Regions from separate parts of the Mus musculus genome. Here region 2 is linked to region 1. The links are chromatin contacts, called in public HiChIP or PLAC-seq maps. All regions are on one chromosome and are shown on one strand. Each heading gives the region's core, a stretch centred on a gene start, on an enhancer-like site or on the middle of the called end of the contact. The rest is flanking DNA. Distances are from core to core; before and after follow the strand shown. Region 1 holds the start of Mgat5b (mannoside acetylglucosaminyltransferase 5, isoenzyme B). Region 2 overlaps Mgat5b (mannoside acetylglucosaminyltransferase 5, isoenzyme B).

The links. HiChIP or PLAC-seq counts read pairs in DNA pulled down with a chosen protein or histone mark.
Region 2: a contact with region 1 is called in an H3K27ac HiChIP or PLAC-seq map of embryonic stem cells, with 37 read pairs. The contact joins the enhancer-like site here to the promoter of Mgat5b in region 1. A contact is called at or near these places in 13 of 39 promoter capture datasets (cranial neural crest, embryonic stem cells, epiblast stem cells and 7 more), 1 of 15 datasets of contacts at CTCF or cohesin (embryonic stem cells), 16 of 484 Hi-C or Micro-C datasets (the G1E-ER4 cell line, cortical neurons, embryonic fibroblasts and 8 more), 13 of 115 datasets of contacts at active chromatin or transcription factors (craniofacial prominence, embryonic forebrain, embryonic hindbrain and 4 more) and 4 of 9 other capture datasets (adipose tissue, embryonic stem cells, macrophages and 1 more).

Annotation. Positions count from the first base shown.
Region 1 is chr11:116,914,652-116,922,004 of GRCm38.p6, reverse strand. Mgat5b (mannoside acetylglucosaminyltransferase 5, isoenzyme B) reads right to left here and starts at 3,142. Exons shown (of 18, transcript NM_172948.3): 1 at 2,462-3,142. The coding sequence starts at 2,529.
Region 2 is chr11:116,965,319-116,972,654 of GRCm38.p6, reverse strand. Mgat5b (mannoside acetylglucosaminyltransferase 5, isoenzyme B) reads right to left here. Exons shown (of 18, transcript NM_172948.3): 9 at 5,817-5,948; 10 at 4,137-4,270. Among named protein-coding and RNA genes, the nearest start is that of Gm33829, 37 kb to the right of the region's middle. Within about 2 kb of position 1,569, at least 7 of the 459 cell types and tissues checked have an H3K27ac peak or open chromatin away from gene starts, as enhancers often do. A contact at or near this core is called in embryonic stem cells and trophoblast stem cells, where this site is marked.

The DNA.
Region 1 (7,353 bases), core at 1,893-4,392:
GAACCCCACGTGATATAGAACCAGGATAACCAAGAGGACCCCAAAAGTCATGTCAGGTGCTTCCACCTGTCCCACCTCCGCTCTGTCCCCAACCTAGGGGACTGTTTGTTGTCTTTCTGCAAGACTTGCTGTACACATTTATTTAATCTCCATTATTTTAAACCGACAGAGTAGTGTTTAATTAAAATTTGGTTCATTAAGGAAAACACATAATTGCCAAAGAAAAGAAGAAACAAAACAAATTTCGAGCCCGTATTTAAGGAAGCTGTTAGAAACTGAGTCGGGGAGGGAGAGAGGACCTAGACTCAGAGATTCCCAAGAGCTGCTTCAGGAGCAGCCGTGCCCCTAATTTGTTGGGGGATCATGGTGAGCTGCAGTAGGAAAGATGGTACAAAGGACACTTCTCTTACTTTGGAGGGACCTCACTGAATCCCTCCAAAGTAAGGGAAGTGGGGTTCAGAGCACACTCAGAGAGATCTTATGGGAGACTGGCAACTATCCTCTAAGCCTAAGGATGAAAAAAAGAGGGGGAGGGGTTTCCGAGTTCCAGTCTCTCAACCCCCACCCTGACTCAGCCATAGGACTGGGTTTCAGGCTGGAGATACAGGATGCTTGACATGAGGAAGGTCTACACCCTCAGCCTGGACTTTGAGGCCCCAATATACCTCTTAGCATCTCTCTACCAGTTACCCCACTTGGAGTCCAGGGAACCCCAAAAGCAGTAGTCATGTATAATACATATGATGGTCTCAACCACACAGGTAACATCTCAGGGGCACCTATAAAATAAAGGCCTGGCCAAGAACTCTGCTAGAGACAGCATTCCCAGACCTCCCTTGGGGATAAATGAAGTTAGGGTGATGTAATCAGATAGCTGCCCCTGGCCTTCAATCTAAAGTTCTGAGGGGGCCTGAAGAAGACTGGTTGCTAAGGGTCTCCACCAGCCTAGACAGGAGGTGAAGTTAAAGGGTTGGGAGTGAGTGGCAACTGATCTGGGAATCCTGTCTTCAGGCACACAGGAGGGAAAGCGGGCTCAGGGCGGGCTTAGGGCTGAGGGCGCTGTCTGTGGTGCTGGAGACCGCTGCTTGCAGTCATTACACCAGGTCCTGACTTCAGAAACGGGGGAGGGGGGGAGGTAAGGGGGGGGGGTTCCAGCGGGCTACAAAGCTGACTAGGGATTTGGGACCAGCCAGAACCCTCTCAAGTTGCAGGAATCCAGTATAGCTCTGGAAAAGCCAGAGTCTTTCCCTGGGCATCTTAGGCCAGGGATTTCTGAGACACTTCAAAACCCTGCCCTCAGTCCTCCGGCTCTACAGACCTTTGCATTCACACAGACAACCTGACTGCTGCTGTCCCCAGAGGCTGCCATCTCAGCCCCCACAGAACTGGCCCAGCATGCTGATGGCAAGAGGCAGGTGGGCCACATCACCTCAGCCCCAACCCAGCTGGGTACAGGAGGTTGTCTGGAGGTACCGGGGATCAACCCAGAACCTGGGAGAAAAGCCAGCACCTGCCTTAAGGTTTATGATCGGACTCCACCTGTGGCCTAGTCCCGAGTCCCACCCCCACAACGGTGCCCATCTCTCCCTCTGTGTCTTCTGAAGCCCAGCTGCCAAACAAGGCAGTACTTCAGGCCTCCCAGACACCCTCTCCCCTAGTCTGGCCTCGGGGCCTAGCTCTGCTGGAGTCTGGGGGAAGGAAGTGGGGTCCCTTCTTGGACCAACAGGTCTTAGCGAGTCTCTCACAAACTGCACCCCTGCCTGGCCAGGACTGTCCACGGGAAGGGAGGGAGGGAGGGAGGGAGGGAGGGAGGGAGGGAGGGAGGTGTTCCATGCACCTGCTATGCCTATCTAGTCTGTTGGAGATCCGCGATTGGGAGTGAATCCCTAGCAGAAGGGGGTCCTTGCCCCAATCTTGGGGACGTTCCTGTCAGACCCAGGTTTGTCCCCCACCAGGAAGATGAGTGAGATGCAGGGGGAGGGAGGGGGAGAGGAAGGGGGATGAACTAGGCAGAGGATGGGCGGGCCGACCTAGGAGACAGGCGGGACACCAGGGGTGCTTCCTAGGCACCCCACAGTAACTTCGCAGCTCAGATAGGACCGACAAGAGATGAAAAAGACCGCAAGGGGCAGGAAAGGGACTTGCTGGCTGGGGCCACTTTGGAGCCCAGGACCTTGATCTTGGTGTTTTCTGACTCCATGCTCACCTCTCTATACCTGATATCGTTCCAATCTTGGTCAACTCAAGAAAGATCCAGACCCGCACCCCCCCACACACACACATACCCCAACCCTATCTAATTCCGTCTTCCCATCCCCATGGCCCTCATCGAGAATAGACTCGCGAACCTCCTTTGCCACCCGAACTCGCACCCCCTGAGGGGACCGACCTCGCCCAGCTCCACCATGAGTCCCCTTGGGGAGGTCTTGACCTCCCTGCGCCAACCAGTAGAGAACTTTACCGAAAGGGTCTCAGGGTGACCAGGCATCTTCTGACCATTATCTTCCCATCTGGGTTGACTGTGATCATTGTTCAAACTTGTCTGGGCGAGAAGCCGGGGGCGAGGCCGGACGCACCGTCCTGGGCCCGGCTCTGACCGCCTCGGGAACCACGAAGCCGCTGCGGGCCGAAGCCGGGGGGTCGCAGCACCGAGGGAGCGCGGGGCACGGTGGCTCTGCAGCCCCGCGCGGGGCACGGCGCGGCCTGGGCGCGCAGGGCAGGGGTTCGGCGAGAGCTTGGGGCCGGGCGCTCTCTGCGTCTCCGCCCTCCCCGATTCACATTTTGGGGAAGGCGAGGCGGCGCGCCCCCAGATCGCCGGCCGCGCGTCTGCCTGCTAGGCTCGCTGGCTGGGCGGGACGGCGCCGCGGCGCGCAAACGGGCTTCCCGCGGCGGGCGCCCTCATTCCCGGGGCCCGCGCCCTCAGAGCCGGCTAGAGGCGGCCCCAGGCCCGCACCCCGGCCCCCCGCACCTTCCGGCCGCGCCGCTCTGCAGCCGCGCGCAGCGCCGCGCCCATGGCTTTGGGAAGGAACGGCTGCGCGCTCGCCTGCCTTCGTCCTCGCCCGCCCGCTCGCCCGCTCGGTCGCTCGGCCACCCGCGCTCCGGGCTCCGGGCTCCCGCGCGGCGCTACAACCCGAGGCGCCGCATTGTTCCCTCTGAGGAGGCGGCCCGGGAGCGGCCTCGCGTTTCCTCGGCGCCTGAGCGCCATCTGGTGGCCGCAGTCTCGCTGCGCTCCCTCCCCGGGCTGTGCGAGGAGGAGGGGGACGCGAGCGCGGGAGCCATGGCTCTGCGCCCCTCCCTGGACCATGCAACTTCCTAGGGCATCCAGCAGACCGGAGAGCCGAGGCTGCTCCGGTAACTGCATCGCGCAGGGGAGATGGGGCGCGGAGAGGGGACCCTTGTCTCTCCTGCAGAGCACGAGCCACCACTACCACCCCCAAGAGCTTCCGTACCTATGGCTTCTCACCCGCTGATTCTCTCGGCAACACCCACCCACCCTGAGAAACTCCCCGAGTCCTCCCACTTCTCACTTGCCTATAATAAACTGGGGCTGTGGCATTCATGCCAGGAGCCGTCAGCTGTATGCCTGAGGTCTAGCCTTGGACCCTCTCAATCACTGAGTTAACGGGCTTTCTAGTATACAACTAATGACCAAAAAGCTCACCAAGGCTCTTTAAAGTCAATTCCCAAACCCACAGGCTTAAATTTTAGCATTGTTGAGCCCTGCGCACACCATCCCTGCGTGTGTGTGTGTGTGTGTGTGTGTGTGTGTGTGTACTGTCCTGTCACTTCCTCACTTAGAGTTGATGTGAGTTTGGTCTTGACAGCCAGGAATGAAATTATCACCCAGGCTTGTGGCAGCTGGAGGCACCCAGACAAGATGCATGATTTAGAGGCCCAGCAGAGACCCCATCGCCCTCAGACATTTCCTTAGCCAGCTGGCTGGAGTGCCCGAATTTCCCTCCTCCATCCGTCACTCTTTCACTGAGGCACGGTCAGACTGCCCTTGCTCAATGCAAATGTGCTACCTAGCGAGCGAGCGAACACATCAATTCGCCAACACCAATTTATCGCCTGTTTTCTCGTTGGCGGGAGTAAGGCAACTAGGTAACAGGTGAACGCTGGTGGAGAAGCAGACAAAGCAGTCACCGCTGGTAAGGAAAGGCTCAAGGGAGGCAGAGAAAGCTGCAAAGGGCCTGGGGATGCCAGGGTGCTTGGATGGAACCAGGTTAAGATGGAAGAAAACACGGGTGTCCTAATTAGGTTTCTGTTGCCGAGATAAATATCCTGACCAAAAGCAACTTGGGAAGAGAGGCTATGCTTGGCTAACACTTTCCCCTGGCAGTCAATCATGAAGGGAAGTCAGGGCAGAAACACAAGGCAGGAACCTGAAGGCGGGAGCTGACAGAGAGACTGTGGGGGTGTGTGTGGGTGGGTGTGTGCAAAGGCCGTGGGGGAGTGCTGCTTACAGACTTGCTCTCCAAGGCTCCCGTCTGCTTTCTACACCACCCAGAACCACCTGCCCAGGGCGGCACCAGCACAGTGAGTTGGGACCTCCTACATTATTAATCAAGAACATGCCCACAGGCTTGCCTGTAGACCGCTATGATAGAAGACAGTTTCTAAACTGGTAAGTCCTGCTTGTGTCAACAACAATAACAACGAAAAACTAGCCAGAGCAAAGGGCTTTCTCCTGAGCTGGGGAGGAGACTCACCATCACAGACTGTCTTATACTCGGTACCCAAGGCTTTGGGGCACTTCCTGACCAGAGTCGTGCCTGTCTGGTTTTGGGTAGTGCTGATCCAGCCTGAACGTCTTAAGACCACGAAGGCTCTGCTGGCTCTTCAAAGTCAAGAACTTTGAATGTGGTCCAGAGAGATGAGAGATGCTGAGCATGCTGAGAGATGGCTCAGCATGGGGAGACTGGTGACCTCAGGACCTACAAGGTAGAAGAAAAGAGCCCACTCTCTCACATCCCCTGACTTTCACACTTGCATCATGGCATACATGTGACCTCACACATGCACACATGACACACACACACACAAAAGAATGTCTCTTCTGACCTGACACCTCCCATCTCCCCAAGCTCAAGGGGGGTTGTTTATGCCTCTCTGACATCCCTGAGGGTTGTCTGCCCTAGTAGGTATGACTGCAGTGTACCATCTGGGGAAATGGCCTTCCTTCAACCAGAACTTGGACTTAGAACATGGGAAAGGACACTCCCAGCTAGGAGTGGTGTCCACCTAGCATCCTGGTGCTTAGGAGGTGGAGGGAGGAGGATCAGCAACTTACGTCTAGCCTTGGCTACACAGTGAATTTGAGTCCAGCCTGGGCTACATGAGACTCTGTTTCAGAAGGAGGTAGCTCCCCACTGACCTCTTCCTCTGGATCTTACTCTATTGGAACTGTCCATATAGACAGCAGAGGGATTGCCTGCCTCTGCATTGAGCAGCAGGCTCACAGCTAGTGGAGACGCAGAGGAAGAGCGAGGGTTACTTGCTATGACAGATTGTTTAGCCGTGTGCTTGCTTTTGCCAGCCTTGTCTCTGCAGTCCAGTTCAGTGCACATGGCCCCCTTGCTGGGCACAGTAGGAGAGAAATTATGAATCTAGTATTATGTAACCTTGAACACAAGAGATCTGTGCCTCAGTTCCCCCACTGTGACTCGGGCTATTTATATAGCACTGGCTTCACAAGGTTGCTATGTGGATGCCTGCCATTATTTCTGTCTGCTGTAGCTGGCACCACTGGTGCCTGCATCTCCTCTACACTCGCCTCTACACACTAAAACTACTGTTCCTGAGACAGTTCTGCTTGTGGGGAGAGGCTGTGGGGATATGACCACTTTCAGGGAGAAAACTGAGGTGGCCCCAGAAACACCCTGCAGCAACAGATAGCTATCCTGCCTGTGTCCCACTTAGGTGTGATACTCCGAGCCTCGTGTCCCACACACTCCTGGTAAGACAGCGCTCTTGTTGCTGAGTTGCCCATTACTCTATGATTCCTTGTGTCTGAGAATAGCCACCCTCTCTGTCCCATGACAACTGTCATTCTTCAGCCAATACTCTTGGGGTCAGCTCCCAGACAAACGATTGCACTTGAGTCCCTGTCTCAGAACCCCAAAACCAGAGCCTTGCAGAATGGACCCAGGGTCTTCACCCCTGGGACACAGCAGACTCAGCTGTGGAACTCAGCAAGACCAAAGCTTTATTCTAATTAGGTCCCTGATGTCACCCTGTTGGCACACCTGTGCTTTGTCTTGAGGCAAGGTCTCATATAGCCCAGTGTCTACTTTTCTATTGTTATGAAGAGACACCATGACCAAGGCAACTTATAAAACTTAACTTGGGGCTTGCTCACACTTTTCGAGGGTTAATCCATTATCATCATGGTGGGAAACATGGCAACACCCAGGTAGCCATGGTGCTGGAGTAGTAGCTAAGAGCTTTGCATCCTGATTGGCGGACAGCAGTCAGAAGGAGAGGGGCACTAGACTTGCCTAGGACTTTTGAAACTTTAAAGCCAACTCCCAGTGAGTGGCACACCTCCAACAGGGCCACACCTCCTAACCTTTCCCAATCAGTTCACCACCTGAGGAGCAAGCATGCAAACACAAGAGCCTGTGGAGGCCATTCTCTTTCAGGGCACGCCCCTCCCCCAGGTGGGTCTGGAACTTTCTATATTTTGAGACTGACTCTAAATTCTTGATCCTCCTGCCTCTACCTCCCCAAGTCCTGGGATCACAGCCCTAAACTACCACATTCATCATAATTTTTTTGAGACAGAGTCTCTCCATATAGCCCTGATTAGCCTGAAACTCACCAGGTAGGCCTCTGCCTCCCAAGTATGAGAATTAGAGGCGCATAGCACCATGCTTTCTTCCTTTCCTTTTTAAATGTTAATGGGAAGGGTTCCTAAGTAAGCCATCTTGGAGCAGGCAGTAGAAACTGAGGCAGGCCTGCTGGAGGGCACCTCGAAAGATGTGTCAGCTCAAGAGGGTTCCTGACCTGAGCCGTCTTCCTCTCAGTTACTTTCTTCTTTGTGGGAGAACTACTTTGCTTCAGTCCCTCTCCCTGGCATCCCGGGCTGAAGGTGCCAGGAGAAACCCAGACTCAGCAGCAGGCCCGAGTGGTAGTGAGTTCCTCTGCTGAAGAAAGTGTAAGAGGCCCCTCTGGAAAAGATTAAAAAGTAAGGGAGGTACCCATATTCAGGGTCTTGGACCAGTGGGTCAAACCTACCAGTAAAGCCACTGAAGTTGTTGCCTAGGTTACCATAGCACATCAGCATGAAAAGAAAAGCCCTGTACTCTCTGGAAGCCGGATCTCTGAACTCACTGTATCAGAGGGCTGAAT
Region 2 (7,336 bases), core at 320-2,819, 52 kb before region 1:
CCCCAAGCTGGTTCTCTGTAGAGAACACAACAGAGAATTAAGATAAAGACCTCCTAATACTCTTCCAGAACCCAGTTGGCAGGGCAGGATCTGACTTCCTCTCTGTCCCTCAAGGACAAAGTAAGTTTTATCTCTTTTTAATAATTTTTTTTTTTTTTGCTTAGATTTTGCAGAAAAGCACCATTATTGCATTCTTGTTAGAAGATGACCCAAGACATATGGTTTGTCTAAAAGAGTATATGATCAAGGGGGCAGGGGTTCTCTCCTTATTCAATTAATGCTTTTTTTTTTTTTTTTTTAAGTTAACGAGATTTCTCATCCTGCAACAGCTGGGCTGAGGCACTGAACACAGCCACAATCCTGGGGTCAGGTGTGGATAAACCTGTCCACAGGAGGACTAGCTTTCCATCTCCTCTCTTGTTCTCCTGCCTTGGACCTGAGCAGCTCTGGCAGTGGCCCTGGGAGATGCTGAAACCTGGAATCAAAGGTCTCCAGGGTCCACTGCTTTCCTGTGTGGGCAGAACCCTGGTGAGTGCCAGCCGCAAGCAAGGCATTCTCAGGCTACCTGAGACACCCCCAAATTCCTGTCACCCTGTTTCCCACCCCATATGCTTGTGATCCACACCTTGGCCTCACGGGCATGGAGGGGGAGCTCCCTCAGGGGAGCTAATCAAACACAGTGTGGCCTCCCCAATCCCTCCTTGAAGGACAGGCACATGGACAATCCCATGAGACATTCCCGGCCACATCTGGTGTACCTTAGGCTGGCTTTAACACTCCCCCATGTAACTGAGGGTAACTCCAACATTCTGATTTCCCTGTCTCCACCTAACTGCTGGAATTATAGGTGTGCACCTACATGTCCCGTGCTGCTTGAAACCAGGGTCTTGTCTGTGCTAGGCAAGCAGTCTGCCAACTGAGCCCCATGCCCAGGCCCGGATGCCTCCTGTTCCAATGCCTGGGAATGCTGTGGTCCTAAGCTGACTGCAGAATAGACCCAAACTTCCTTCCTGCTCTTGGCTTTGCAGTGAGGCAGAGCCCTGCCCCGAGGCCCAGAGCCCTCTGTGTGGGTACTCAGGACAGAGGATGGTTCTACTGTCTCCCAGGGCCCTCTGTGTGGGTCTCAGGACAGGGGATGGTTCTACTGTCTCCCAGGGCCCTCTGTGTGGGTCTCAGGACAGAGGATGGTTCTACTGTCTCCCAGGGCCCTCTGTGTGGGTCTCAGGACAGGGGATGGTTCTACTGTCTCCCAGAGCCCTCTGTGTGGGTCTCAGGACAGGGGATGGTTCTACTGTCTCCCAGGGCCCTCTGTGTGGGTACTCAGGACAGAGGATGATGCTACTGACTTCCAGGCAATTCTCAACTTTAGAAGCATCTCTAACGCACAGAGGCAGCTAGAGCCTCTGGATGGATGGATGAATGAATGGATGGATGGGTGGGTGGGTGGATGGATGGATGGATGAATGGGTGGGTGGATGCTTGGCTGCCTCCCTCCATCAACCTCCGGCTGGGCTGGCTGCCTCTTCCGGTGGCTTCCCTCTCCTCAGCAGCTGAGGACACATCAGGCCTGCCTTGCCCTCGGCCAGAAGGGACAGGTTTAGAATATAATTAGCTGAATCAGTCAGTGTGAATGGACAAGGAAGGGCGGTGGCCAATTAAAATAACAAGGACAATTAGACAAAGGGCCCAAGGCAGGTGAAGGTTAGGCCAGGAGAGGGAAAGAAAGCCAGCCTGGGCTACCTAAGACCCTGTCTCAAAACACTAAAAAGGACAGAATAAATTATAAGGTGAGGAAGCACACTGTTTGAAAGATGAAGGAAGAGTGTAAGTAATGGGAAAAAGAGAAGGAACATTTGATTAGGGTTCAGGAGGATGAGTAGGAGTTTGCCAGATCTGCCAGTTATTGATTAATTAACTCTGTGTGTGTGTATGTGTGTACTTGTGTGCTATAGTGCATGTGTGGAGGTCAGTTTGTGGGAGTTGGTTCTTTCCTTCCATGCTGTGGGTCCCAGGGATCGAACTCAGGGGATTAAGTTTGGTAGCAAGCTCTTTTACTTGGTGATTCATCTTGGTAGCCCTTGTTAGAAAGCCCTTCTTTCTTGGAGACAGGGTTTCTCTGTGTAGCCTTGGCTGCCCTGGAATTCTATCTGTGAACCAGGATGGCCTCGAACTCACAGAGATCCACCTGCCTCTGCCTCCCAAGTGCTTAGTAGGTTCTTGCAGAAGCCTCTGAACCCATCTTCTGCCCCCCACTGACCTCCACCCCTTTGGCCATCTGCAGTCCGCTAATGCACTCTGCCTGCAAAGTTTCTTCTTGAGCCGAACACAGTGGCGCATACCTGGTCCCTGAGGCTTCTCTTATCAAATCTGCCTTCCTTTCTAAGTGGGAAGGAAGACTTTTACCCAAGACTCAAATTCTACAGCTTTCATTTCTCTACCCTAGGTCCCCCGCCCTCCCCTTGATATATTTTCCCTCTGGACTTCACCCCTGTGACATATTGTGCCCAAACTACCCTCCCTTCTGGGCCTCACAGAACTTCCAAACGTGCTCCCCAGCAAAGAGTGATTCCCACAGAGGTGCGTGTCCCTAGACAGGTCTCAGTAACTCTCTGGACCTCAGTTTCCTCCTCCAGACTCCATGGGCTGCAGGAATTGTCCTACCCGTCTGGGAGCTAATGAAGGCATCACTCAGTGATTCTGCTCTCTCATCTCTGCCCAGCGCAGCCCGAACCTAAGCTGCTGACAGAAACGTCGAGTTTGACGCCTTGAATAGAGATCATATCCTCTGCGAGTCTCTGGGAACTGTGCGGAACCACTCTGCTCTTAATTTAGACACGATCCTAACAAGGTGGCTTCTCTGGCTCTCTGGCCCAGAGCCTCTGAAGTACCACAAATTAGATGCTTAGGATGCTACTCTGCTCGCAGCTGGGGGCCGGTGAGATGGCTCAGGGTGGAGGAGGGGCCTGCCACCAAGCCTGACATCGTAGGGAATCACATGACAGGAGGAAAGAAATGATTCCTACAAGTTGTCCCCTGACGTCCCCACACTTGACGTGTGTGTGCTCCACTGCCACGCCCCCATACGCACAAATGAATAAATAAACCCAATAAAAGATCTTTTCAGTGATACCAAAGAGACCCTTAACCAAGAACCACACATGACTGAAATCCCAACCCTTGGGAGGCTGAGGCAGGAGTTCAAAGCCAGACTCAGGGACATATTGAGAGCCTTCTCAAACATTTCAAAGTGGCGGAGGCTGGGGCTGTAGCTAGTCTAACGTGCACAAGGCCCCAGGTGCGGTCCTCAGCGCTGGAAATGAAAAGCAGGCTACAAATGCTGGCACTGTGCTCCCGAGGCACTGTGCTCCAGAGGCGCTATGCTCCCGAGGCGCTGTGCTCCCGAGGCACAATGCTCCTGAGGCACTGTGCTCCCGAGGCGCTGTGCTCCAGAGGCGCTGTGCTCCCGAGGCACAATGCTCCCGAGGCACTGTGCTCCCGAGGCGCTGTGCTCCCGAGGCACTGTGCTCCCGAGGCGCTGTGCTCCCGAGGCGCTGTGCTCCCGAGGCACAATGCTCCCGAGGCGCTATGCTCCCGAGGCACAGTGCTCCCGAGGCGCTGTGCTCCTGAGGCACTGTGCTCCCGAGGAGTTGGTCCCCTTTCTTCAGGCTCGCCCCAGTGTTGGAACCTAACTAAGCTCCCATGTTTCCAGAACCTTCAGGCTCGTCCATCTGCTTAGTTATCGTCCCTTTGTGTAGAAAGGCCCGCATTTCTTTGCCCCACCCACTTCCAGTTTCTCTGATTCGTCCTGGAAACTTCTAGAAGTCCACTGGGCCCCACCCCCACCCCCCACCCCCGCTCTGAGCCACGTGCTTCTGAGAGCTCCCAGCCTTGAATCAGTCCCAGCTCTGGACACAGCTTCTAGAGTCTCTGTGATGTCTGCTTCTCTCTACTTGTTAAGGCCATCCCATTGGCCCAGGAGGAAGGAGGCCCGCCCCTGCATATACGGGGAGACCCGCCCCTGCACATGTTGGGAGACCCTGCTCCTGCACACATTGGGAGACCCCACCCCTGCACGCATGGGGAGACCCGCTCCTGCACATACGAGGGGTACCCCTTTCTCTGCCAGTAACACTCACGGAACATGGTCATGAACTGCTTGGGGTTGAGGTTCCAGTAACCCCAGTTGGTCCGGTAGCCGTGCAGCGTGGCATACTCCTCGTGGTTGTACGCTGGCTCCGTCCCAAAGGTGTCGATGACTCGGATTCTGCACCTGTCCTCCCCAAGAGTGAACCAGGACTGAGGTCAAACCTTCCTGCCTGTCCCTGGACTCGGAGTGCCCCTGTGACCGTGCTGTGGCTAGGTCAGGGAAGTACAGTACTTGACAAGGGCTCCACCTAGGCACTGCCTCACCGTGTGACCACAGCGGTACATCACGCTCTCTGTGCCAGCTTCCCCAACGGAACAGCAGAGGCCACTCTGGATGCCTGCAGGGCCCCTGGTTGGTATCCAGAAGCCAAGCCATCACCTCCACTGGAGTGAGGCTAGGAAGAGAGGTGGTGTCTGAAGGGGTTGGGGTTCCTTCATTGTCCAGAGTCATTTGTAAGCTATGCTTTGTTGGGAAGAACGGGGTTCATGGGTGGTCTCCCGGGGACCTGAGCATGGGAGACTCCTCCACTTTTACTGCCCCCCTCCAAAGCTTGTAGTCTAAACCCCAGAGCTCCTATAGGATCAGCTAACCTAGGGCCAGGTCACTCAGAGACCATGGCTCCAGAATCCCTACCCATGCATCCTGAGTGTCTCCTGAAGAAAGGTGCTAACACTTAGAAACCCCCCCCCCCGCCCCGCCCCGCGAAGCTGCCAGGGCCCAGCATTCTTCTGGGTGACCCAGAATTTTGCAGAGTGCTGAGGTCGGCAGGATTCCTGCGGAGAGGGGGGTGGGGCGGGCAAGATGGCAATGTGCAGACAGCGCACATTAATAACAAAAGCAATAACGCCAGCCGTCACCTCCCTCTAATAAAATCACACCGTTGATGGCATTAGGGCATAGGAGTGAACAGTGGGGCTCTTGGTGCTAAACGGAGCCAGTGCTGCTGGCTGCAACACGCTTGCCTTAGATCCTGGGGTCACCAGGGAAAGAGCATAGGCTGACACCCCCACGCCAGGCTCCATGGTGGAGATCTTGACCACAGAAGGGTTCTTTCCCACCCTCCCACCCCCTGGGATGCCTGGAGGTGACCTGGACAGAGTCCATCCTACAGGCTTCAGCCCCCATCCAGCAGGGGCATGGATGGCTCTAAAGGGCTGCCAGTGATCTGTTTGGGATGAGAATGGTTTGGAGAGGGATGGGAAGGCTGAGACAGGAAGAAGAGGGCCATGTTCCACCTGGGCTCCAGGCAGAAGGGAGCATGGGAGAGGAACTATGGTCCCAACAGTCCCTGGGTCTGGGTCTACCCTGGGCTAGCTGAGGGAAGGCATGGGGAGGAGCTGTGGTCCTAGCACCCTGGGTCTGGGTCTACCCTGAGTCTGGGTCTACTCTGGGCTAGCTGGCAGGAGGGAAGGCATGGGGGAGGAGCTGTAGTCCCAGTAATTCCTGGTTCTGGGTCTACCCTGGGCTAGCTGGCAGAGAAGGTATGGGGGAGGAGCTGTGGTCCCAGTAATTCCTGGTTCTGGGTCTACCCTGGGCTAGCTGGCAGAGAAGGTATGGGGGAGGCGCTGTGGTCCCAGTAGTCCCTGGTTCTGGGTCTACCCTGGGCTAGCTGGCAGGAGGAAAGATATGGGGGAGGAACTGTGTTCCCAGCAGTCCCTGGGCCTCTCACCGGTACTTCTTGAAGGACAGTCCCATGTGCTGTTTCATCTGCTGCAAGCCGTGATAGTCCGTGTAGATGAGGTCAAAAGGCAGAGGTACGGTGAGTGGGCAGTTCCCCCGGCCTGGCGGCACCCCTAAGTTACTGAGAGAAGAGCCCATCAGAGTCTGAGCCCCGAGAAACCCACCCTGTCAGGCATTTCCCACAGCCGAGGGCGGGGCAGTGAGAGCCACTCTCAGAGATGAATCAAGCAGGAGGGCCCTATGCGTTTGTAGGGATATCACTGCACAGGGGCATCCACCTAGAGCAGGGGACCTAAATCCACCCAGGCTACTTTGCCAGGCAGTGCAACTGGTCTGGTTCACCCTCCAGGAGGAAGGGGCCTCTGTAATTCCTGCAGGCCCGAGTTTGCTCAGAGAGCAAGTCTGGCTTTCAGAGTGCCATGAATGTGAGCTAAAGCCCTCCGAGTCCCTTCAGGGTTCCCTCAGTGCCAAGGATTCCAAATGTCACAGCTGACCCAGCTCTTGCAGGCCTCTGGGGAGTTCCCCTCTGCTCCAGCAGACATACCACTGAGGTCCCCCAGGACCAGGGGCTTGCCTGTGCCTGGCAATTCACAAACACAAAGTTTTTTTTCCTTTTTCTTTTTTTCTGGGACAGCTGCCTCCAGTGACCCGGAAGCTATGGCTGGGGCAGAAAGGAGTAGAGATCCTCTGTTGTCTGGCAGGATACTGACTATCAGTTATCATGGGAGCCTGAAGGACACAGCCATGGCCTTGTGGCTTCTTCTAGAACAACCTTCTGGTCAGGGCTCTCCCTGGAGACGGCTCTAAGCCTTGGCACAGCTGGCACAGCTGCCACCTTCAGCATTGTTAAGCACCCAACTCTGTTTGTAAAATCATCACCTCTCACTAGGCCCCTGAGGAGCTGACTGGGAAGCCCCTGGCTTCTCCCCTTCATACTTTAGCATTCAGTAAGTCTGCACTGAGCCAGTGTCAGAGAGGGAGTGGCCTCTGCTGCCCATCCCTCCCACCCCCAATCTCCTTATACTAGGCCAGAGAAGAAAGCCCAGGGCCAAAATAACATGGAAGACAGAGATGACCCCCTCACATCCTTCCCTTTACTACACATTTTGTAGGATATCACGGGGTGCCAGGCCCTCTGTCCCAGGAGACCTGTGGTCCTTGGATTATGAAGGCCCCAGGAATCGTGAGTGGCCTGTGGGGACAAGGCATAGGAGCACACAGAGCAGACATCAGGTCCAGCTGTTGGGAGCTGATTAGACTTTGAGAGCAAGGAGGACCATGTCCAAACAGGCCTAGAGTGCAGAGTCCTTGTCTTTCTGAAACTCCTAGCTCCTAGGTGTGCTGGGTGTCCCACCTTTTGCCTCAGGCCATTGGCTGCTTGCAGGAACGGGACAAAACCTCCTTTGGTTGCACCTCAGATGCAAGAGTGCTGGAAGAGGCCCCAAGGCCTCCTGAGAGCTACACCACAAGCAGCCCTGGGCCAGGGAGGTGATGGGTTCTGACAAGGAC